Linked DNA regions of Gossypium hirsutum: region 2 is linked to region 1. The links are chromatin contacts, called in public Hi-C maps. All regions are on one chromosome and are shown on one strand. Each heading gives the region's core, a stretch centred on a gene start, on an enhancer-like site or on the middle of the called end of the contact. The rest is flanking DNA. Distances are from core to core; before and after follow the strand shown.

The links. A called contact is a pair of places that touch in the nucleus more often than the background predicts.
Region 2: a contact with region 1 is called in a Hi-C map of leaf, with 2.2 times the contacts expected there. The contact joins the enhancer-like site here to the promoter of LOC107895571 in region 1. A contact is called at or near these places in 10 of 34 Hi-C or Micro-C datasets (fibers, hypocotyl, leaf and 1 more).

What each region holds. Positions count from the first base shown.
Region 1 is chrA11:24,002,374-24,008,010 of Gossypium_hirsutum_v2.1, forward strand. It overlaps LOC107895571 (bifunctional nuclease 2), which reads right to left and starts at 2,208. Exons shown (of 9, transcript XM_016820837.2): 1 at 1,843-2,208; 2 at 1,572-1,751; 3 at 1,399-1,451; 4 at 1,251-1,307; 5 at 870-935; 6 at 719-790; 7 at 271-380; 8 at 96-187. The coding sequence starts at 2,110.
Region 2 is chrA11:24,047,522-24,053,158 of Gossypium_hirsutum_v2.1, forward strand. It overlaps the pseudogene LOC107895585. Among protein-coding and RNA genes, the nearest start is that of LOC107895600, 18 kb to the right of the region's middle. Within about 2 kb of position 2,405, at least 2 of the 9 cell types and tissues checked have an H3K27ac peak or open chromatin away from gene starts, as enhancers often do. A contact at or near this core is called in hypocotyl and leaf, where this site is marked.

The DNA.
Region 1 (5,637 bases), core at 958-3,457:
TTTAATAAATTTATAATTGATAGAAACAGAATATTCTCTCTTTTTTGCCTTTTGGAGTGTTTTTTGGTCAGAAGATGGTATTTTATTATTATTACCTGCATCAGTGTATCTTTCTTCTTTGACAGCTAAATCCATATTCCTCACCAGATCCAGCTCCTCTAATAGAAAATCAGGACCATCTGCAGCACTGAAAATATATAACCATGCTTAGAGTCACTATGTGCCACACAATTAGAAGAGAAGACAACACAGCCAGAATAAGCAATATACCTGTCAAGAGATACATCATAAGTAGACTTTTTGTCAAGCACTCGGCCCATCCCGTAGCCAATTCTAATAGCATCTGCCAAGACAATTTGTTTGTTCACATATATTGGAGCCTGCATACAGGAAAAACAGATTAGAAGCTTTGGATTGAACCTTGAAAGAGCCGTTTGTCATTGGAATGAGAGAGGCAGATTGCAAATTGGAAATACTGGACTATCTGACCACAGTTCTGGAATTATCAGCATATGTACAAAAAATGCAAATGCAACCACTTACATATGTAAAAGGCCATACTTAATACTGACCAACCTACTCAAACTAAATAAGGCAGTCTTGTTGAGACTTTATACTGGTGCAAGTCAAGACAGGGAAACGGTGTAAGACTAGAAAGCAAGCAATTCCCTCTCATATTTCATGGTAATTGCTTTATGAATAATATTCCCATACGCACCTTGCATCTGTTAGCCACATTTATGGCATCTGAGGGTCGTGCATCCACAATTATGACATCATTTTCCCCTGGCTGTAAACATAAGAATAATAAATGAATCAGGTTCCTGTATCACACCAAGGAAATATACATATACACACAAGATAATCACCTTGCTAAAATACAATTTCGCAAAGTAAGTATTGACGACTCTTTCTGTAATTCTCACCATTTTAACCTGAAATGAAGACATGTAAAAATCAATGAAAAGAGATGCTTACACAACAAAGTGTCAAGTTTTCCTAGGTTAAAGCTAGTAACTCCGTAAGAGTAAAAACAAGTTAGGGTTTAGGGTATATTGGGCTTTGTTATCCCCTTTCTTATTTTACAAATTTTTGTTACTTATCTCCCTCCATGTTCAACACTCGAGAGTGTTCTTCAATAGACATGCGATGTAAAGAAACAACTAAAGCAACTCAGCAAGCGACTGATAAAAGCTACAAAGATTTCAACAGGTATTAATGATACAGGAGAAAAAAAACGAAATCCATACTTCATATCCAAGCTTCTCCACAACATTATTAACAAGCTGAAACTGATCAGGGGTATCCTGAAAAAAAAAATAACAAAATGTCCAGAAGTTTATATACAATGAGTCGTCAATAACATCTTAAAATAAAAGTAACAGATTAGTAAGTTACCCCTTTATTATCTCCCCAAAAGGCAGCTATGAGTTTTTCCACAGAGAATTCCCCTGCAACATTAGATTAATTAGAATTAGTAAGAAAATAGATCCAACCAACAACGATAACTAATTGTAGTAAATAAGAATAGGGTAGAATTTTTTATTTATTAATGATAATTATTATTATACCTACAACAATGGGTAGCAAGAACTCCCCATCACAAGGAATCTTAAGAAAAATAGTTGGACTGGGAAAGCGACTGAGAAAGGCCTGTCCTATTGAAGTAATTTTAGCTCTGGACATGGGAAACACTCCTTTTACGTCCTGTTGAAATCCATGCCTCCACATCCGGTAGTGTAAAATAGTTTCTGCACCTCCAAAACGAATCAAAACTCCAAATTATCTCCAAGAAAAAAAAATCAATGGAAATTGAAAGATAAACGGGAGGCACTCGTAAACCTGAGACGAGAAGAGAAGCTTCGAGAAACTGGTGATCTCGATTGTCACCATTACTAGATTGGGGGCGGAAGCTACCATGGGCGGAGTGGCAAGAAACAACAACGGGTTTAGGAGAAGGACGGCGGCGTTTCGTCGTAAAATGCGAACACAAGGAGGAGGAGCGGAGGCAGGAGGAAGAAGCGGTTGGATAAGGAGAAGCAGCAGTGTATCGGTCGGAGGAAATCGAAACAGTGGCGATTGTACGGACGTAAAGCTGAGCACCAAGCATTATGTGGGAAACGTGGAGAGATAGCGATAGGATACTGAGAAAAGAAATTTCTTCGATTAGGAGATTTTCTTTCTTTTTCTTTTTCCTTTATGTTTGACGGGAAAATAAAGGAAGTTGGTATTTATAACATATAGCGTCAAGTGTTACGTTACTGGAGAAAGGTTTAATTTAAGATTTGGCCATTGAAGTATAACTATTTTTTTACTTTAGTACTTAAATATTTTTTGTCCCAATTTAGTATCTAAAGAATGTCTTCATTATATTTTTTAGTCCATTTTTTGACTAATGTTAAAAAATTATCTTATAGTTAATCACAAAGTTCCACATGGTATCTTTATATAAAAAATAATTTTTTTATTAAATCTAGGCTTTTTTTCTTGTATAATATAAAAATAATAAAAAATTACCAAAATAGTATCCTAATCCTATTATTTACGAAAATGGTATGGCGTGGGTGGTGAAGAGGCGGCACCACCCTTGCTTTTTGACCCCAGTCATTAGTCTATTATGCAAAAAGAAAATTAATTTTTTTAAGGGTGAAGGGGACCTGACAAGCAGCACCGGTGGAGGCATCATAATAAGTGGCACCGCTTTGCACCGGAGAGACGACCTGAACTAAAAATGTTTTCTTTATAAAAGAGTCATGGTCCCCTTAATTGAAAAAAAAATTAAGGAGAAGAAGGGAAGAAGCCGTAGAGAAGAGAAGGGAATAAGGGTTTTAAAAAGTTAAAATGTTATTTTTGTAGTTTTATTTTGGTTAGGTTAGGATTTTGAGAAGAGGCACCAACAATTTTTTTAAAGGTAAATTTATTTTTTATAATTATAATTTATTTGTTTAATATTTTTCAATACTTATTATTTGTTCAATTTTACAAGTATAAAAAAATTTACAAAAAAATAAACAAATATGGGTACTAAAAAATCAAACAAATAACCAATAATTTTATATTGATGCTATATGAACGTTTATCAAGTAATAAAAAATAAATAACCAATAATTTTATTTGTTTGGCTAAAACATGGGTGCCAAAAAATAAACAAATAAAAAAAAATTGCTATAAAATAAAGAGAGATAAAGAGATTAAAGAACAAAATAAAAAAAATAGGAAGCAATAGATAATGTATTTTATTGATCAATGGAATGATTACAATGCTTCAACAGTCTCTATTTATAGGTATAAGAAGTATAAAAGAAGTAGAAATCCAATTCTAATAAATATTAGAATTTAAAGTACGTCAAAACTTTATCTTGATCATGATGGACATCCACTTAATAAGATATTCATAACACTCCGTATTGGATGTTCATTGTTAGATAATGTGCCTCGTTAAAACATTATTAGGAAAAACTTTGTGCGATAAAAATCTAATGAAGGAAAAAGAGTAAGCAATCTTCTATTACAAGCTGCCTCATTAAAAACATTTACCAGAAAAAACCCAATGGGGCAAAACTTTGGTTAAAGGAAAAGAGTACAACTTGTTTTAAACTCCCTCTAATGGAAACATTACATTACATCTTTGATTGACGCATTCCAATATTGTGTAGTAATCTTTTAAATGTTGAAGTTGGCAATACCTTACTAAAAAGATCTACTAAATTATCACTAGAACGAATTTATTGAACATTTATATCACCTATTTTCTCAAGATCATGGGCGAAGAATAATTTTGGTGAAATATTTTTCATCCTGTCACCTTTGATGTAACCACCCTTCAATTGAGCTACACATGCTGCATTATCTTCACATAAGATAGTTGACATCTTTTCCTGTAAAGGCAAATTACATATCTTCTAGATATGTTGGGTCAATAACCTTAGCCAAACACACTCTCGACTTGCCTCATGCATTGCAGTTATTTCTGCATGATTTGAAAAAGTTGCAGGTAATGTTTGCTTTGTTGAACGCCATGATATGGCACCCCCACATGTAAATAAATATCCTATTTGAGATCGACATTTATGTGGATCTGATAAGTATCTAGCATTAGCATAGCCGACTAATAGGGATTTTGAATTATTTGAATAAAATAACTCCATATCAATGGTCCCTCTGAGATATTTAAATATATGTCTAATTACATTTCAATGTCTACGTGTTAGAGAAGAACTAAATCTTGGTAACAAGTTTATAGTGAAAGTTATATTAGGTCTTGTGTTGTTTGCACGATACATCAATGCCCTTATGACACTTAGATATGGTACTTTAGGACCAAGAAACTTTTCATCATTCTCGCAACGACAAAATTTATCTTTATTCACATCTAATGATTGTACAACCATTGGAGTACTCAATGGTTGTACTTTATCCATATAAAATTTCTTTAATTTCTTTTCTGTATAAGTTGATTGATGAACATGAATTCCATCTCTTAAATGCTCGATTTGTAAGCCAAGAAAAAACTTTGTTTTTCCAAGATCTTTCATCTCAAATTCTTTCTTTAAACAATTTATTGTATTTTGAAGCTTTTCAGGAGTTCCAATAATATTTAGATCAATATAAACAAGAATTATCACAAAATTTGATCCAAACCTTTTTATAAAGACACATGCACAAATTGGATTATTTTTGTAACCTTCTTTTAACAAGTATTCACTAAGACGATTATACCACATACGTCCAGATTGTTTTAATCCATATAAACTTTTCTTTAATTTGATCGAGTAATTTTCCCGAGAAACTTTATATGCTTCTAGGATTTTAAATCCTTCAGGGATTTTCATATAAATTTCATTATCAAGTGCACCTTATAAATAGGCTGTAACAACATACATTAGATGCATGTCAAGTTTTTCACGTACTGCCAGACTAATAAGATATCTAAATGTGATTGCATCCACCACAGGAGAATATGTCTTTTCACAATCAATGTTGGGCCTCTACAAAAATTTTTGTGCTACAAGTTGTGCTTTATATCTTACGACTTCATTTTTTTATTTCATTTTTGCACAAATACTCATTTATATCCTACCGACTTTAACCTTCAGGTGTTTGGACTACCGATCTAAAAACCTCACGTTTAGAAAGTGAATTAATTCCACTTGAATTGCATCTTTCCATGGCTAATCTTTTCTATTTTTACATTCCTCAATAGATTTAGGCTCAGGATCCTCATTTTCTTTTATCATTTTAATAGAAATATTATAAGCAAAATTGTTGTCGACAACTACGTTCTTTTCGGTTTTATCTTTTTCTCGTATTGACATAACTTATCAAGCTCTCTTTATTTTCATCATTTTCATTTTCACTTTTAGGTATCTGAATCTCTTATTAAGTTTTATAACTAGTTATGTCATGGGTCTCTTTAGGAACCCCTGCCTCCACTATATGACCATCTCGAATGGTTGCTCATTTTCTTTTATGATGATTTTTATCTTTAGAACTGACTGATCTTCCACGCTTCAGGCATGAATTACTTTATTTTGCACTAATAGTTCGCCCTATTAGGATATCAATTCATATTGGAGCATTTTCAATTGATATGTGAGATTTAATAAATATGACAGTTGATTTGTAAAATGAATTATA
Region 2 (5,637 bases), core at 1,155-3,654, 45 kb after region 1:
GGTCTACTATAGATATTTGTAGTCTTTTTCCTTTACTAGGATATTTTTTTCCCACGAAGTTTTTATCTTAAAAAAGTTTTAATAAGACGCGTTATCTACCAATGGAAATATAATGTTATGAATATTTTATTATTAAGTAGATGTCCATCAATGTCAGGATAAGTTCAATGTACATTACGACTCTAATAATTATTAAAAGTAGAATTCTATTTCATTTATGTTTCTTTTGTTTATAAATATAAACTTTAGAGAAACATTGTAAAATATTATTAATCAATAAAATATGCACTCCTATTTTGCTCCAATTTATCTTATTTTTACTTTATTCTTTTATTTCATAATAAAAAGCATATTTTTAATATCTTTTATGCACTTTTTTTATTTTTATAGTTTATTAATATTTTAAATTTTTTTAATCGTTTTAAGTAAAATTAAATTTTCTTGAGCTTTTTTATGTATTTTTTATAATTTGTTATTAAAAAATTAAACTAAATATCTAACTAAAGATAAAATGATGAAGAAACAATTTTTAAATTATGTTCCAAATTTTTGTACTCTGTATTAACGACTTTCAGATATAAAAATGTTAGTCCAATTGTCATTGCAACACCATTTTACTCATGTAAAGTTTTTTATATTTCAAATAATCACACCTGCAAATTAAAATTTAGCAAACCACGATGAAAGTGAAGAAGAAAATATAACCAAAATAAAAACACACCACCTCCGATTGGTAGTTCACCAAAAAATCATTGTCAAGAACACGCATATTATATACAGCTACTACAAACGAAGAAAAAGAATAAAATAGAAAATATAAAAAATATCCTTGATGGCCTTTTCAATTATATTTCATAGTCTACTGAAAGATACAACAATATCACACAAGGTTGATTGTTTCACAATCTCTTCACAATCTCACCCATACCATTCCATTACATGGGAACAACTGGAAATGGCATATATAGCATGTCTAACAGATACAACATAAGGCTTTTTTTTGGGTTTTTGAGGGCACAACATAAGGCTTCCTGATTGTTCCACAACAGGCATTTTAACTTAAAGAGATAATTACTCGCTCCCCTTCATTCAACAACTTTGTCACAATAAAACACAGAGGTACTGTCCCTTCCCTAATTACAACCATCTTTTAGCCTCATTCCACCAACCAACCTCACTGGAACTGCAGACTCCACAAAACTGAATTCCAGTCAGATATGCATTCATCACTCACATTATTTACATGCTGAAACCTATTCTTGAATGGACCACTTAGATATTACATTTATATTAGATAAATAGATGTGTTAGCTAAATCATTTTACTGCAATTTTAGAAACTGCAACAATTGTAAAGTTATAAGATCAAATCAACCTTGCCGCCTTCTCCAGCATTTTTCAAATATTGCATGCCTTATCGTTTACTCCTGTCATCCTTATTGCTTCTACCATCCTTATTGCTTGGAGTGTACTGACTAGTTGATGTCGGTGAATATCCAGGGGCACTAGGAGAATACCCAGCACTTGGACTGCACACAACATCATAAATCAACAGCAACAAAAGAGATCAAATTTTAAATTTAACACTCCGTCTGCTTACCTGTACTGTGGCGAGCTTGGACTGTAGTCTGGGCTCACTCCAGAGTTGTATGGGCTGGTTTCAGAAAATAAAACAAAAAACAGTCTGTCAAAAGGCATTAGAACAAATTTGGTAATAGAAGTCTGTAATAACCATTTGCTTTAATCTGAAAATATCACAACCGCAGACATATCTCGTTTAAAACTTCCAAAGTTCACCTATTCAATTACATAGAAAAAGATGAAAAGTCACCTGCTAGGACTGTATGTTGGGCTTGAAGGGGAATAAGATGGAGAAGTCGGTGAGTATGATGGTGATGTTGGACTGCAATATAGAAGAGAGAACTTAATTGAATCAACAACAAAGTCGCACGCAAAAATATAAGCGATCATATATATATATATATTCCTTAAAACCAAGGAGAACCGGGAATATACTACAACAGTCACACCACCCGAGCGCCAGCAGCAACAAACAAAACAAAGAAGCAATCTTAGTCTACCATGACTTACCTGTAATTAGGTGAAGTTGGACTGTAAGGACTGGAAGGAGACAACCTTGGACTACTTGGTGAGTATGCCAGAGACGGACTGTACTTGGCTGACTGCGGGTTGTAACTTGGAGAGGTAGGGCTATAGCTTGGTGATGTGGGACTGTAACTTGGTGAGGTTGGACTGTACCCAGGAGATGTGGGGCTATAAGCAGGTGAAGTAGGGCTATATGAAGGAGATGTGGGGCTATAGGACGGTGAAGTAGGGCTGTACGAAGGAGATGTCGGGCTGTACGATGGAGATGTAGGGCTGTATGATGGAGAAGTGGGGCTGTATGCAGGTGAAGTGGGGCTATATGCTGGTGAGGTAGGGCTATATACGGGTGAAGTGGGGCTGTAGCTGGGTGAAGTGGGACTATAGCTGGGGGATCTGGGACTGTAACTTGGAGAAGTAGGACTGTAACTTGGAGATGTAGGGCTGTAACTTGGAGAGGTAGGGCTATAGCTTGGTGAGGTTGGAGAATATGAGGGGCTGGTAGGAGAGTAGGCTGGACTTGTCGGACTGTATCCTGGTGAGCTAGGACTGTAAGTAGGTGATGTGGGGCTGTAACCAGGAGAGGTGGGACTGTACCCAGGAGATGTAGGACTGTAACCAGGAGAGGTAGGACTGTAACCAGGTGATGACGGACTGTATCCAGGAGATGATGGGCTGTAACCAGGGGATGACGTAGGAGAGAATGCCATTCCACCAACATAAGGTGAGAACTGTGCATCTGAAATGGGTGAGAGACGAAGATTTGGGCTCAGCAAGTAACTTGGAGACATCATGCCTTCATGATAAGGAGTTCCTGACACTGGAGAACGAGCAGGTGTCATGCCAAATTCCAGACCTTCCATGTAACTAGGTAGCTGAAGTTCAATGGCATTCTTCAACATCTCATCATTGAGATACAAGGCACAGTCTCCTGTGCCAATTGGTGCAAGCTGGCCCAACATTATATTCTCTGTTACACCCCTCAAATAATCCGACTCAGCATAAACAGCAGCATCAAGGAGAATATCAACAGTTTCTTCAAATGAGCACCTCATCATAGGTCCTGTATCATTACGGTTGATGCCATGACGGGTGATGGCCATCAAGTGACCACGATAGGTCATTGTATCACAAAGGATAGCTAGATGCCGATAATTCACATAAGACCCATCAAACGATATCACAACCCGCAATTCATCCAACAAGGACCGGCGAACTGCTTCGATTCCAAGAACTTCAATAACTTCAATCAAGTGATTGCTTGTTGTTCTCCTTGCATCAACATCTTCATGGCACATGACAGCCAAGAGATTGACACCTTCTGTATCCAGCATCCACTCCTCCCCAGTCTTATACCCATCAGCCTCATCAAATTTGCTTGCTTTACTATGTTTAATGAACACCTTGTTGATGTCTGGGATACCTCGAAGGGCCATTTCTGTCAGCATGTTACTCTCAATCTTCTTCAAGAACACATCATCCTCAGCAGACTCATCATTCAATTCACCCTTCGGGGCTTCATCATTCATGATGCGGATACGTAGGATCAACTTCTCTGCATTATCATCATTAAATATGCAAGTCAAATCATCATCAAATTCCAGGTTGATCTTCTCAGCTATGTCAGCCATACTCAATTTCTTATCGACCATCATCTCACGATTCAACTCTATTCGAAGCAGCCAAGGGGATATCTTTTCTGGTGCAACCTCTTCATCTGGCATTTCATAGTAAGACTTAACGAAGTCAATATCCTCCTCAATAATTGTGCTCATTGGATCCGGATCATACCATACTTCGGTAGCGTGCGTAACACTCCGAAGGGTAGTGTATTCTAAAGCACACTGGACATTCTTGGCCTTCTCCTTAGTTTTACTAGCTTCGGGAGAGAGGTAGACAGAAAGAGAAGGTGTCTTGATTTTCTTGGCTACATTAATAATTTCCCTCAACCTGGGGACACCAAGGGTAACATTCTTTGCACTCACACCAGCATAGTGGAAGGTGTTGAGAGTCATTTGAGTAGCGGGCTCACCAATTGATTGAGCAGCAACACAACCTATCATCTCCCCGGGTGCCACTAAGGACTGTAAGAACCGTGACTCTATTTCGCCAATAACCCACTCAAATGCTTCTTTCGTCAATCTATACTCCTGCAACACCCTTTTACTAGCCAAAGTACTGCGAAGCAAAATGCAAAAGAAGAGGGTGGCATTCTTTTGGGCTTCCACACTCAGAGGATCCGCACCTGGAACAACCTTTAACCTTTCCTGGAGCTTATCAACAGAATCTACAATTTCCACTGGATGCAAATCTGACACCCTTCGGAAGTCAACCTTGAAAGTCTTCTGTGCATTCCAGATAAGCCTCTTCAAGTTAACAGGCAAAGGCCAATTACTATCACCTGTGACTGCAATCTCTGTTCCAAGCTGGTATCTATCAGCTTCAAGTTTATTAACTTCAGCATCAAACACATCACGCAATTCTTGGATGGTTCTCAAATCTTCAATATGCTCTGGTAACATGTAAGAAGTTGGATTCCAGTTTTCATCATCTATTTTATATCTGAAGAATCTATCAAATTCTGATTTCTTCATCTTCAAAGAATCCAGCTTCTGAGATTCTATCCATACAGCATCCATACCATCTTCACCGTAGAGGAATTGAATAACATCCCCCAATGAGTTCCTCACAGTTCCATCATATTTAACCATAATATCCTCCATAGCCTTCACAAGTCGCCTCTGTATGTACCCAGTCTCAGAAGTCTTAACTGCAGTATCTATGAGACCTTCTCTACCACCCATGGCATGAAAAAAGAACTCTTGTGGGGTCAAACCACGCAGGTAAGAGTTCTCCACAAAACCACGACTTTCGGGGCCATAATCGTCCTTGGTAAAATGAGGCAATGTACGATCTATGAACCCAAATGGTATTCGCTTTCCCTCAACATTCTGCTGACCAACACAAGCTGTCATTTGGGATATGTTAATGAAACTTCCCTTGGATCCTGCAGTAACCATCGCCTTAAGGTTATTGCTTTCAGACAAACTTTTTTGTGCACTGTTTCCTGCATCGTCACGAGCTTTATTCAACACCTGAAGAAACAAACCACATTGTAACCTACAACAAAATGATGCCAAACCAAAGATAGCTTGAGCAATTTGACTTTAGGTACCTGGTTAACTTTGTTTTCAAAGGACTCCATCATAGTTCTTCCAGGTTCAGGCTCTAAATCCTTGTTTTGGGCTTTAACAATAAGCTGTTTCACATCGTCTTTGGCTTTAGAAATGGTTTCATTAATTTTTTCCATTGTTGCTGCATCAGCTATTGTATCCCCGATACCAATACTAAAGGCATTCTGCAGCAGCCAATAATTGACAAGCCATTGTGTATGTCCCAAAAATTTCCGGGCTGCATCTGGACCTACCTCTTCCCTATAAAAGAATATTAACAAAATCAATTATTTCAATATTTCAAAATATTAATGGGATTAAGGACAAAGCCAAATGCTCATGTTGGAGAGAACCCATATTCA